2 separate regions of the Pelodiscus sinensis genome follow, and region 2 is linked to region 1. The links are chromatin contacts, called in public Hi-C maps. All regions are on one chromosome and are shown on one strand. The core of a region is the stretch at or near the end of the contact, and the rest is flanking DNA. Distances in the headings are between cores, read along the strand shown.

What was found. Hi-C and Micro-C count contacts between places; a contact is called where the count stands out from the background.
Region 2: a Hi-C map of an unstated tissue shows a contact between it and region 1, with 5 times the contacts expected there. The contact joins the promoter of CTSO here to the promoter of MAP9 in region 1. A contact is called at or near these places in 2 of 5 Hi-C or Micro-C datasets (liver and an unstated tissue).

Annotation. Positions count from the first base shown.
Region 1 is chr5:57,474,389-57,481,594 of ASM4963464v1, reverse strand. It overlaps MAP9 (microtubule associated protein 9), which reads left to right and starts at 2,921. Exons shown (of 15, transcript XM_075930106.1): 1 at 2,921-3,073; 2 at 3,373-3,532; 3 at 6,492-6,576. The coding sequence starts at 2,976.
Region 2 is chr5:57,935,785-57,942,990 of ASM4963464v1, reverse strand. It overlaps CTSO (cathepsin O), which reads left to right and starts at 3,789. Exons shown (of 8, transcript XM_025183995.2): 1 at 3,789-4,045. The coding sequence starts at 3,878. LOC112545578 (a long non-coding RNA gene) reads right to left here and starts at 4,229. Exons shown (of 6, transcript XR_012904180.1): 1 at 4,159-4,229; 2 at 914-1,015.

The sequences.
Region 1 (7,206 bases), core at 1,672-4,171:
GCCGCACACACTCTTTCATTAATATTGTACTTCAGACCCAGGCAGATGCCCTACAGTGACACAGAGAAAGAGGAGATAAAGTGATATATTTGTCTTATTCTTAAAGACAATGCTTGTTTACTACTACAGGAAAGCAATCCTTACTGAACTGTATTACTATTCACACAAGATTTGTAGCCTATAAATCAACACCAAGGTCTGGAATTATTCCATTTTTCCCAGGGGGTCTGCACAGGGAGGTCATTCCAGACAGCTCTCAGGCCTAGGGAAGTGAGTAAACTGTCAAAAAAAATCTGGTTTTTTTTTTGGCATACAGGCACTACCAAGCTCATTTACATAACTGCTTGCCACACAGCTGGAGGGTTTGGTTTGTGTTTCCTTCCACTGCCAGTCAATTGCAAAAGTAAGCCTACTGTGAAACTAGCATTTGTGATTCCATTGTGGCTATGTAGTAGCATAGGTGGAGTATAGTTTCTACAGGATTGCCTTTTGAAATGATTCTGAATTTGTAAGACTCCCTCCTAGTTAAAAAGTAAACAAGGAAGCTTCTCTAAACGCTAGGGTTTTTTATTACAAAAGAGCTAAGCCAGATAAACATCTAAAAAAAACCCAAACATTACCAGTCTAAATTTTGGAAGAGCAATCACAGATTCAAGGAGAAAAAATGCTAATCTGCCTATATTGGAATGTCCATCAAGGATAAATATTCATGATGACATTTGGATAAGAAGAAAAACAGCATATAGCAAGTAGGGTGCCAGATGTCTAGTTCAAAAGGGGACCTGACTGTCCAGTCAGATCTACTGACACTCAAAGTCCGGACATGATTTGTTTTTAGCAGTGGTTGCACTGCTAGGCTACGTCTACACTGCAAGCTTCTTGCGCAAGGAAGGCCATTCTTGCGCAAAAACTTGCAGAGCGTCTACACTGCACACATGTTCTTGTGCAAGTAAATTTACAGTAAAGCATCAGAACAGAGAGCTTCTTGCACAAGAGTTATTCCTCTCCCCACGAGGAATAAGCCTTCTTGTGCAAGAAGGCAGGGTGGACAGACAACAGGGGTTCCTTGTGCAAGAAATCCCTATGGCTAAAATGGCTATCAGGGCTTCCTTGCGCAAGAGAGCGTCCACACTGCCATGGACGTTCTTGCCCAAAAGCACGTGGCAGTGTGGATGCGCTCTTGAGCAAGACCTTTTGCGCAAGAACTCTTGCACAAAACAGTTCTTGTGCAAGAAGCCTACAATGTAGATGTAGCCCTATTGTTTTAGAGAATATGGAAGCTGAATACTTAAAAGGTTTGAGTCCCAAATAATTCAATTACATGTACCCTTGCTTTCCCTCAGCCCTGAGTGTAGTTCTGCCTAATGAACTGGTTGCATAACACTAGTCAAAAAGAATAGTTGAAATGCATCTCTGCTTTTAAGACAGGAGTGGAGCACCAGTCCAGAATGCAAGTTGGCAAACTGTAGAAATGTTGCACCTCTTGGAATGGAAAGCTTGTGAGACAATCACTCCCTGACAATAGAACCTTATGGGTGCTGGGGTTGCTGCTGCACCTGTGATTTGAAATGGTTTCAATCGTATATAGTTTGGTTCAAAGACTCTCAGCATGAGCACTATACAAAGTTTATCAACAGCCCTGCTCTCGCCAACACACTCAACACCTATAGTATTGACATTATTATGATTTGTACAGCATAGTAGACACAAGAAGGTCTGTGCAATAATAGAAATATCCGTTGATTAAGAAGGAAAGGAGGAGTCAGGTTCTGCCTCAATGTCAATCCTGACAAATGTCATTTACTTCCAAGGTTTCGTATAACACACCAAAAAGGACAGAGTTTGGTCCAAGCTTAAGAACAGGGGCTATGTCTACACTGCAGACTTCTTGAGCAAGAGTGTGTCTACACTGCCATGTGCTTCTGTGCAAGAGATGTGCTTTTGCACTAGAGTGTCCATGGCAGCGTGAACTCTCTTGCACTAAAAAGCTCTGATGGCCATTTTAGTAATAGGGGTTTCTTGCGCAAGAAACCTGTTTCCAGTCCACACTGCCTTCGTGTGGGAAGAGGAATAACTCTTGCGCAAGAAGCCCTCTGTTCTGATACTTTACTGTAAATTTACTTGTGCAAGCACACACATGCAGTGTAGACGCTCTGCAGGTTTTTGCGCAAGAACAGCTGTTCTTGCTCAAAAAGCCTGCAGTGCAGATGTAGCCCAAAAGTTTAAAAGCAGAGGTACAAATGTCATGTGTAAATATCTATTTGCAGCTGCATAATGTTGTGTGAAGTCACGTATGTAAATAGTTAACACGTCAAGTGGCAGCTGCATGCACGAACACCCACTTTGCCCCTATACTCGCGATCATTTCCAATACGGATACAGAGACGTAAGTGCTTGTGTATTTTTTCCATACAGGCGTTGGGTCTGCTGCCGGAAATGTGGGTTTTGCGATAGAAGCAGGGTTGTACCTAACAAGGTTGCAGCACAGTTGCAGGACAGGTGTTTAATGAAGTAGCACGGGGCAGTCGGGAGCCTGGCAGAGCGGGGGAGGAGTCAGGACTCCCTTGGAAAAGAAGACACCCTGTGGCTAATGGTTAAGATGTGGGACGTACAATGGAAAGCGCGAAAAGCGCGGCCCATTAATCCGCTGAGCAGCCCTCCAAGCCAGCATCTGTAACAAGCCAGCCTAGGGCTCCGGGCCGCCGCGCGGAAGCCTCTTTTACCCCGGCCGTGCCCGCGGATCTGCAGAGACCGACCCCAGGGCCACCAGCTCCCCGCCCGGCTGCGGCAAAGGGCAGACGCTCTAGCACGCAGAGCCTGGCACGTGACCGTAACCCCGCCCCGAGTGGCAGGGGAGAGGACCCGCCCAGGAGCAGCGGCTCTGTTTATGCCGTCACTTCCTGTGTTGCTGGGTTGCTAGGTAACGTATATGGCCGAGCGGCCCCGCTGGGGCTCAGTCTCCGCCCCGCTGGTCAATGCAGCTGCGACGGCGACTGCTGGAGCGGAGCGGCCGCTGCGCAGCGCCGAGAGCGAGCCCCTGTTGGACGGGCCCGCGCGGGCACGGGACAGGCAGGCACGGGAGGTGGGGGCCGCTGTGTGGAGGGGCGGGGCAGAGCGGCGGGGGCGGGGCTTTCTCGGAGCGCTCCGGCCCCGGGCCGGGTTCCCGCGGGTCAGCGCTGATGCGCGCGCTGCAGTGCGGACCTGCCCGGGGCCGCGTGTCCCTCCGGCAGCCCGGCCACGCCGGGGCTTTGCACAGAACTGCTCCCCGGCGCCTCCTGCAGCGCCCCGGGCCGCCCGAGCGGAGCTGGGCAGATGAATTGCCCTGAGCGGTGGATCCCGGCTTTAATCACGCCCCCTCGTTTACATTTTCAGGAGAGATTTGAATTCACTGCATCGCAGAGCTGAGTGCGTGAAAACAAATAGAAACTGCATCAGAGTCATTTCTCCGGACTGTTTCCCCACCATGTCTGATATTGGCACCACGTTAGCCTATGCCAAGAGCCCCAAAGTCTCCAAGAGAACGGCTTTTCAGGTAAACTATTTTGCCCCAAATTATCCGATTAAAAATGTAGTCAAATCTACACTAGTTTACTTGACAAACTCGCCTCTTAATGCAGGTACAGCTTATCCTAGTAAAAAAAACCTTGCTTTTATCGGGATACCAGTCTGGCAAGTGAACTAAAAGCACTTTTATGCAGATACGTCGACAATGATGTTTTTGCCATTGTGGAAATGTCACCGCTAAATAACATTGCTGTACTGGCTAAAGTTTCTATGAAAAACCTGGCCTTTGTGCTACAGAAACTAAAACAACTCTACTGTCAATATGCCAGAAAAGAAAACACTTAAACAGAAATACTTTCCCATCTTAAAAGTAGAATTGATATTCTCATTTTAGTTTCTTTGTGTTTCTTTAGAATAATTATGCTGAGGTTCTCTTGATCTCCTAAATGTAGGTAATAATTTTCCTAGTTTAAGGTAAAACATCTATGTTAATCCAATAAGAACAAGGAATGTCAGAATACAAATTCTGGGTAGATAATTTTTGTATGCATCCGATGGGCCATGGTTGATGCTGTTGCTTGGGGAGGTAAGCTTCTCAGCCTGTGGCACTGCCCATATACTCCATCCTTCACTCTGCCCAGGCTCTGCTCCCTCCATACTGTCTCCCCCTTCTCTTCTCTCCCCCTTTCTGCTCACCCCTTCCAGACAAATCGCTGAACTCAAACGTGGCAAATGGCATTTGAAAAAAAAAACCACTCCTCTAAAATGTATTTATAAAGAAAATTGAGCGTGTTTTCCATTGCATGCCAGATTGTGAAAACTGGACAAGCAGAAGGTACCTAATTAAAAGTACTAAATGTGGGAATAAAAAATGTCAGCCACAGGTTTTTTAATATACTCTGATGCTTGTTAGGTTTATTTGCAAAAACTTTGTAAATAAAAGCAAATCAGCTGTCTTGCTGAATACAGAATGAAATACAGCATACATGATGCAGCTCTTCTGTTTTACATTTTCTTAATCAGTATTTCTAAGCTGATTCTATATTTTAAATGTACTCTTATGCCTTCATACAGTAATCAGTCCTGGTTACCATTTGGTATGGACATCCGCTGACTGGCACACTACCTTCCACATCCTAATAACTTAACCAATCAACCAAACAATGGAGGTGCTTATTGTTCTTATCAGCCTCTTGTAACTATTTGAACCATCTACTCACTGTCTCTCTCTCTTTTTTCCTCCCCTCCTTTCTTGTCTTTTTTTCCTCCTCTCCCCACCCCTCTTTCCTTATTTATTCTTGGATTGGGACTTCTAATACTCATCTGAAGAAGTGGGTTGTGCCCAGGAAAGCCCATAAAGCCATCTACATGTTTTGTTAATCTTGAAGGTGCCACTAGACTATTTATTGTTTTTTACGTTTCTCCTGTTAGGGCTCATCTAGAGTATGCTAAAGGGTCGAAAGAGGATATGCAAATTCCACAGGAATTTACATATCTTCTTCTGATCTCACTTTCTAAAGCAGAGCTTTTGAAAGTGAAAGTAGTTTGGACACGGCTTTTTCAGCGAACCTCACTTTTCGAAAAGCCACGTAAATCTCATTATTTGAGGAAAAGCAGCTTTTTGAAAAAGGCCAGGGGGTCGCCAAAAAAGCCACGTCCAAACTATTTTCACTTTTGAAAGCTCTGCTTTCAAAAGTGAGATTGGAAGAAGGGATTCCGCAGGAATTTGCATATCCTCTTTCAACATTTTAGCGTAGTCTAGATGAGCCCTAACAGGAAAAACTTAAAAAACAATAAATAGTTTTATTTATTGTTTATGTATTATGCCGTGGAATTTGCATATCCTCTTTTGACACTTTAGCTCAGTCTAGATGAGCCCTTACAGACTAACTCGGCTACCCCTCTGAAGCTGTCAGAATAGGGATAGGAAGAGCAGAGATATTGAGCACTAAGACCCATGTAGTGTCTTTGTGACAAGATGAAGTTTATATGCACTTTAATGGAGGGTCTGACTGCTTCCAGGTTGTTAATGGCTGGTAATTTTTTAGCAAGAAAACGCTCTCTCTGCTATTGGTTATGTTAGGAGGGAAATTGCCTAATATGCTGGCTTTTGTAGATCCAATTCTTAAATGCTTATCTTTCCACTGTATAGGGAGCTTTGGTAACTAACTCAGATTTTGTGGATTCTGGTGATTTCTGAGGCACCTAAATGTACGGACTTGTGAAAGTACCTTTGGATCTGGACTGAAGAGACTTACCCAGTGTCACATATAGGGCAATATCAGAAACAAGCCATGTCTTCTGACTGCCAATCAAGTGATTTGTTAACTAGACAAATATTTTTCAAAGAGTGGGCAAGAACAAGCATGGAGTTCTAAGATGTTGGGCTTGATACTCAAAAGATAAATAAACAAAGACATTTTATCAGCATGTGGCAAAGATGGAGAGAAGGATCCAGCTGGTGGTATTTTCCTAAAAGATGAATTAGCTTTCAAAATTTTGGGAAACCCTACACTATACTAGTTTGCTCACCCCCTCCCACTCACCACCAAAAATACATATCTATTAGTGTATGTCTACACTGCAATGCTATTTTGAAATAACTAGAGCTATTCCAAAATAACTTAATCCCCGTCTACACAGCAGGCAGTTATTTCAAAATAGTGTCGAAATATTGTCAAACTAGAGGACTTCTTAATCTGACTCTTTTGTAAGAAGTTGTATGAGGAATAAGGGAAGTCGAAGGAAGAGTGCTCTATTTTTAAATAAGTGCTGTGTAGACTCTTCCTATTTCAAAATAAGCTATTTCAAAATAAGATGCACAATTGGCGTACCTCAATTTGCATTGCTTATTTCGAGTTAAGCCCTGCAGTGTAGATGCACCCTTACTGTCCCAAAACATATTTTGGTAATAAGAAGAATGAGTGTTGAACTTCAAGTAATAGATCTTTCCTTCTGAATAAAAGTTATCTGCTAAAATATTTCAGGATGAGTTACAAGAAGCGATTTCTGCTCGTTCAGCAAGAAGGCAAACTTCTGAATACTCAGATGACTTTGACAGTGATGAAGATGGTATGTTAAATAGCAGCAGTTTTGTGTGTGTGTTCCCCCCCCTTACTGATGAACCACTAAAGATCCTTAAGAGCCAGTATAGTTTAATGTAGCAAGATTCCAAATTATGACAACTCATGAATTATGTACTCTGTCCTGCTAAACAAAGTTAGGATCAGAATTCCCATTGCTATCAGTAGGTGCACAATTGGGCCTTTGTTTTTCCTCATTTCAGGTTCTATATAATGTTTAAGAATTTGTTGTTGTTATTGTTATTATTATGCAGACTAAGCCCTAATAGATCCACTCTGCTTGGAGTTCTATCTGTTAAGGGAATTTGTGGCTTTAAATGTCATAATGTAATTTAAGAGAGGGATGAGATGGCTCAAGTTGGACCTGACCAGGGAATTTGCCAGACCAGGGGAGGTCAATGCACCTGGGTCTCCACATTTCCTTCTGGCCACCCTGCTGCCACCTGGGGCTCTGTTCTCCCCATTGGAGAGGGGAGCTCCAGTACCTGCCCCCACCACCCTTGCGACTCTGCTCTCACCCAGGGCTCCGCTTTTTCCCCATGGCTGTGCCCCCACCTGGGAGGGCTCCACATTGCCTGGTGGCCCTGCTGCCATCAGGGGCTTTCCCCAGCAGCTGTGT
Region 2 (7,206 bases), core at 2,540-5,039, 460 kb before region 1:
ATAGCTTCCATTAAGATTATTGGTTTATTCTGATGTGTAGATGTAACACTGCATTCCAGGTGTAGTATTAGGTTTCTTTTCAACAGTCTCAGCCTTACTTTTCAATTGCAAAGTGTAAATTAATCTTCTTCTCTCTTAGCCCAGTTATGTAGGAAAAATTGTAAACTACAAAACCAATTTTGTTTCTCAGCTTTCTTCTGAGATGATGGAATATTAGTCACGTGACAACCAAAATCACAGAAAACTTGAAGGGACCCCGAGTCATCAAGTCCAGTCTCTTGCAGTTACAGCAGGACTAAGCACCATTTAGATTAGGGATATATAATCCTGTTTAATCCTGCTCATCTGAAGAAGTGTGTTTTGCCCACAAAAACTCATGATATTCTCTATATATTTTAGTCAGTCTTTCAGGTGCCACAGGACTACACATTGTTTTAAAGTTATAAACTAACATGGCTACTTCTCGAAGCCTGTTTAATTAGTAAACCTATTTAACCAATTAGAGGCAGGCAAGCAGGTGGAGGGTTGGTCAGGCTGGGCTGGAATGCCCCCCTACAGCAGGCCCCACAGGGCTGAAGCAGCCCCCTGTCTGCCATGGGGGGGGGGGCGTGCTGCTTCAGTCACCACTAGTTAACTGTAACCAGTAAGCATCACCCATTAAGGGTAATCCCTAATCTAGACTATCTCTGACAAATGTCCGTCCAATCTTCTCTTAAACATCTCCAATGATGGAAATTCTACTACCTCCCCAGGCAATTTATTCCAAAGTTTAACCACTGTGACAGTTAGGAAGTTTTTTCTTAATGTCCAACCTAAACCTCCCTTGCTGCAATTTAAACCCATTGTTTCTTCCCATCATCAGAGGTTAAGGAGAATAATTTCTTCCTCCTCCTTGTAATATCCTTTTAGGTACCTGAAAGCTGCTGTCATGTCCCCTTCTCAGTCTTCTCTTTTCCAAACTAAACAAATCCAATTTTTTCACTCTTCCCACATAGGTCAATACTCCAGTTGAGGCCTAAACACAGAATAGAGGGGAAGAATTACTTCCTGTGTCTTGCTCACAACACTCCTGTTAATGCAGCCCTGAATTATGTTTGCTTTTTTGCAACAATGCCACTCTGGTTGACTCATATCTAGCTTGTGGTCCTCTAGGACTCCTAGGTCCCTTTCTGCAGTACTCCTTCCTAAACAGTCACTTTCCATTTTGTGTGTGTGAAACTGATTGTTCCTCTCTAGGCAGTGTACTTTGCATTTGTCCTTACTGAACTTCAAACATGTGCTCAACTTAGAAAATTGTTTGTTTTGTCTGATAAGTTTCTTCACACACAGATACAGAGATTAGAGAAAGAGGGGAAAGGAAAAGAGGGAAAAAAGCAGATACTCCTTTGGCAATCTGATGGCAGTTAGTTGGTAACTGTTGTCAACTGAAGGCTGGAATGGTGGCTTTTTCCCTGAATAGCCAGGATCTCTGGTCCAATCAATATCTGAAAATCTGATTCAGAGTTGTAATCATACTACTAAATAAAGTTTCTCTCTCTCTCAATGGTAGAATTTACAGAGACAGTGTCTGACAAGTAGACAAAACCAAACCTTGGACTGGCCGTGGTACATTGATTAAACCCAAAAAAACATGCTGGGCTGACATTCAATAACCTTGATACTTATAACTTGGATCAGAAAATAAGCACAGGCAGAAAAGGACAGACACAAAATATAACCCACGCGTAAAACCATGGATGAGCTAAGCCCTTGCCCATTCTTGGTTTTGTACTACACTGTCCATGAAAAGCAACAAAGCTGTTTACAGCAACTTACCCAACACTTACAATAATTTTTCTAGTCCAAACAATCTTAATAAGGCAACCTTGAACAAATTCAAAATACACATGCCTTAGCAGCACTACAACATATCAACAAATGTCTATTTCTTGAAACGAAGTTCAATGTTCCAACATTAATTGAGGTATTCACAGCATGATTAGGTAAATGATTTTTAAGATTTTCCCCAGTTTAGGGAATAAAGCATACTTGATCAGTATTAAATCCATTATAGTATCTCTGTGGGAAGTAGGCTAATTCAGTTGATCCCATTGTAATGATTACATTTATTTATAGAAAGTGACAAACCAAAGGAGATTTGCCAGTTAAAGAACGAAAGCGGTAGACCAGCTGGTAGTTGAACTCCCCATAGAACTGCAGTTACTAGACTGCTCCTCTGCTTATCTCTGTAATACAGGTAGCTGCACTTCAGTGAGTAAAAGCACAATACCAGCTCCTTCCACAGTTCCACAATCAGCAAATCATCATCCGTTAGCTGGCAAATGGTAAGTCAGACCAGTGTTAGCACTGAGGAGAGTAAGAATGAGGCAGCTGAGGAGAGTATAAATGAGCATATATAATCCCATTGCTTTTTCCACAGACACCTCACTTACTACTACCACACTGGTATACACCACAAGTCACTCCTCATATCCTTAACTCTGCCCCAGAGGGATAACACCCCTTTCCAGCACAACAAAGTATTCTCCAACCCTTCCTTTTAATTTGTGGTAATAGAACTATGTCTTGTATTATTAACTGACCATTACTTCATTAAATTAATTATTTTTTCTGACAGTTTTCTCAGTTATCCTTTTTGCCTTTATTTGCCCACCTTTTGGGGGCAGAGAAGACATGGAAAGGCAGCTATTGCAACATTTCATCTCAGCATAACTGGGGGTGCTACTATGACAAGTAAATTCTTTTAATACCCAAATGGTTATAAGCTAGACACTTTTATAAAGTAGTACAAAACTGAAATTTTACAAGTCTTACATTGCTTTTACATGTCATTTTTTCCATTTATGTTTAGATTGTCAGAAGAAGCACAGAATATCACAAAAATTACCAGCACTAACACTACAACTGTACTTTGATTTTTACAAGTGAATACTTCAGTGCAAAGCTAGTTATATTATAGTGCACAAGCAAAGGTAATCTACTTCATGGTTCAGACCATACACCTTTAGGATCAGTAAAACAACCCTACTTCCTATTCACAAAATGGCAAGATTGGCTAGGTATGTTATCACCAGTGAAGCAGGAAAGAGATTGCCCTTCTACATGTTTATTATGCTTTAATAAATACATGCAGGAACAGAAATGTTTAAGCAACCAAAATATCTGAAAAGCAACTCAATAAATGTAATTGTGTAAATATATTACTTATTTATAAATAAAACCTGATGTGTCTAAAACATTCCCCTGCAAGAATTTAAGTGACAGAAATTTACAAAAGGATTGCTGTCCTTTTCCCATAAATAGTCATAGGCACCAATCTTACAAACACATACCCAAGCTTCATTTTAAATTCCTGTCTCACAGAACTTAATGGGACTGAAGTCCTTAATGTTCAGCATGTGTATAACTGTTTTCAGGAGTAATGGACAACTCAGTCAAACTAAAAAGGGTCAAACAAAATTGTGCTGGAAACCTACAGCTATTTCAAAGTACTCAGGAAAGGTGAAGGCTTATTTAGAAACACAGGACTTGCCAGAGTGGCACAGAGCTACAATGCATCTAGCCCTGTATCTTGTCTCCAATAATGGCCAGTTCCAGAGGCGAGCTGTAAAACCCCCCATCATGGGGCAGCAGCCGTGTGAAAATCTGCCCAGGGGAGAGTCTGGAGGCGACACGGCTGGATTAAGGCCTGAGGGAGGCTGTAGGGCAAATGCGGAGAGTATCAGTCTCTGCCTCAACTTCAAAGCGTGTGCGCCTTTGTGGAGGGGCCGAGCGGTGGCTCCAGTGAGGCGCACGCCCAGTCCCGCTCTGCCACAGCAGCGCCAGGAGGAGGAGCCGCCGCCGCCCGGAAAGTGAAAGGGAAACTGCCCCGCGCCCCATGAAGCTGCTGGGGCTCTGGCTCTTGTGCCGCCTGCTCCCCGGCGGGGGTGGCTCCCCCGGGGGGATCCAGCCACGGGGTAGCAGCGGCGGCGGCGGCCCGGAGCTGCGCGGCTCCCGCAACCGCACCCGGGCTGGCTGGGATGGGCGGGAGGAGGCCGCCCTGCGGGTAGGTACCCACTGCCGCTGCGCTGCCGCCCCCGCTCTCCCTGCCAGTGTCCGCAGCAACCACCCCCCAGAGCCAGCCGCCCACCCGCTGCCTCTGACTGCTCCCCCACTCACCATCAACCCTCCCCTTGCTTCCCTGCCTGCCAGCAGCGCTGCACAGCCTCCACACCTGCCACCCATGAGCCACCCCTCCTGCGCGCCTGCCCGCCCTCCGCTCAGCTTCCACTCTAGTGGCTCATCTCTGCTGCCTGGCCTCTAAACCTCCAGACTGCCAGGCTTCCCCCCTCGTCTCCATACCTGCCACCCAGATCTCTTGTTTGCCAGTTGTTCAGCCTCCATACCCACCACCCATCCTGCCTGTTGGCTGCTCAGCCTCCATACCCATCACCTAGCCCTACTACTATCCTCTCCCCACTTCAGCTCCCCAAAACTTTCCCTCTGCACTGTCATAAACTGCTGCTAAAACATTCACCCCCTCCCCATATGTCTTAAGGGTCAGTCTCTCTCAAGCACCAGACTACACTCTCCTCCCCCCATTTTCAATTTGATAGTGACAGAAAGGATTATATGTAACATTCAGTTGATGTTGGGTGGTGGTGGTGGAAATTATTTAGTATGTGGTGAAATAGAGACAAGTCTTATGTGTCTTACACAGCGGCTTTGTCTAGACTGGCCAGTTTTTCCGAAAAATCAGCCACTTTTGCGGAAAAAATTGCCAGCTGTCTACACTGGCCGCTTGAATTTCCGCAAAAGCGCTGACTTCCTACTGTAAGAAATCAGTGCTTTTTGCGGAAATACTATGCTGCTCCCGTTCGGGCAAAAGTCCCTTTTGCGCAAAACTTTTGCACAAAAGGGCCACTGTAGACAGCTGAGATTTGTTTTCCGCAAAAAAGCCCCGATCGCGAAAATGGCAATCGGGGCTTTTTTGCGGAAAAGCGCATCTAGATTGGCCATGGACACTTTTCTGCAAAAAATGCTTTTGTGGAAAAGCATCCGTGCCAATCTAGACGCTCTTTTCCGAAAATGCTTTTAACGGAAAACTTTTCCGTAAAAAGCATTTCCAGAAAATCATGCCAATCTAGACGCATTGGAAAGGGAGGAAATTGTGGGGTTTGTTGTTTTGGGGGGAGGGGTTGCTTTTAGCTGTAGAAAGAATGAATTAACATTTGTTTAAAATTGATTCCTGGCTTTTCACATTGAATATATGCCTTATTCTCCACTATCTTGCACCTTTTGTAGTTATTTCCAATGTGTTATGAGAGTATGAAATATCAGCAAATTGGAATATTAGCGGTCTATTCATTCTTTGCGTAGTTATATATGGATATAAGGAAAAATGTAGTGAGGAATCAGACCTGTCATGTCTTGTCTACCTTGTTCTCCCTACCCCAGGAAATTTTATGGCTGACTGGAGAATGAGTGGAATTGTAACATGGCAAGTGATATGATTACAAATAGATCAATTCAAGAAGGAAAGGATATTTAGTTAGGACTGAAAAAGCTCTGGCCCTCATTCACCATTGTATACCAAACTAAACTTTACATTGACATTTTAAATGAAATGAAAACTGAAATCTTCCTTCAAAAGAAGGGTAAATGCATAATAATGGATTTCCTGGGCCACAAAATGTTGGCTCTGGAAGATTTCTAGTACCTGTACTTTTCATTTCCACCATAAGATGTCAGCCTTGAGCTAACAAAGTTTGCCAATTTCTCTGTCAGATGATAGTGGCTTTTGTTACTCTCTACTCCTCTCACAGTTTGGAATTTCATAGTCATTCCCATTGGCTACGCCTAGATTGCATCCCTTTTTTGGAAAGGGATGCAAATTAGACGTATCGCAATTGCTAATGAAGCGGGTATTTAAATCTCCCCCGCTTCATTAGCATAAAAATGGCTGCCGCTTTTTTCCGGCACGGAGCATTGCCGGAAAAAAGCGCCAGTCTAGATGCGGATCTTGCGGAAAATAAATCCTTTTCCGAAAGATCCCTTATCCCTCTTAAAATAAGGGATAAGGGATCTTTTAGAAAAGGCTTTATTTTCCGCAAGATCTGCGTCTTGACTGGCGCTTTTTTCCGGCAAAGCTCTGTGCCGAAAAAAAGCGGCAGCCATTTTTATGCTAATGAAGCGGGGGAGATTTAAATCCCCGCTTCATTAGCAATTATGATACGTCTAATTTACATCCCTTTTACGAAAAAGGGATGCAATCTAGACGTAGCCATTGTGTAAGGTTCTGGGGCTAATCTCTGCATACTTATACTAACCCAGCTCCCTTTTCATTATCTTGAAACCCTTGACTTACAGAGTCCACATGAGAAATGGCCATACTGGGTCAGACCAAAAGTCCATGCCAAGTGTTTCCTAGGGAATTATCAAAATGAGACATCAAGCTCACCGATGGGGAAGGAGGTGCAAAGAGGATACCAGTGATTTAAAAGAGCCTGGAGTCAAAGTATCTTAAATCATGTTTTGGCAACGTCCCACATAGCTGGAGGTTGATGGGAGCACATACACCCAGCAATTTTCCTTACTCATGAGGAGAAGGAGTACTGGCACCAGTGGGAGCACCCTCTCAGTTCAAACTAGTGGGTGATCACTAGACCCACTCATTCAAGCCCCCGAAGATGGATTGTGGCAGCATCAATCTTCTCCACAGTGTAGACAAGCCCTAAGGTGCCACCGGACTCCCCATTGTTTTTGCAGATACAGACTAATACGACTGTATCTGAAACACATGTCTGTTTGTGAACCTATACTTAGAGAGAAGGAGGGGTAGTGGAAGAAGAGAAAACATATATATGGGAGGAGAGAAAAAAAGAGAAAGTGGTATGTAATGAAGAGAAATAAAAAAAGATGTAAGTGGTTTAGAAAAAGAGAGGAAAAAAAAGAAAAGAAACACCAAAGACAGCATAGGAAAAGATACACTGAGCATTAGAGAAGAAAGAAAAAGTGAAGTGAAGCCAAGAATAAGAGACAGTTTAAATTTAAAAAAAATAGTGAAGAATGTTACAACTAAATAAAATCTATAATAAAGATGGTACAAAGTTGTTTTGTCCCTAAATACTGTACTGCAAGGACACGTGATTTTCACTGTGGTTAAATATGTTTAAGTCTCAGACATGTAGATGTTGTGTAAACTTTACAAGCCCAATAAAGATAGTT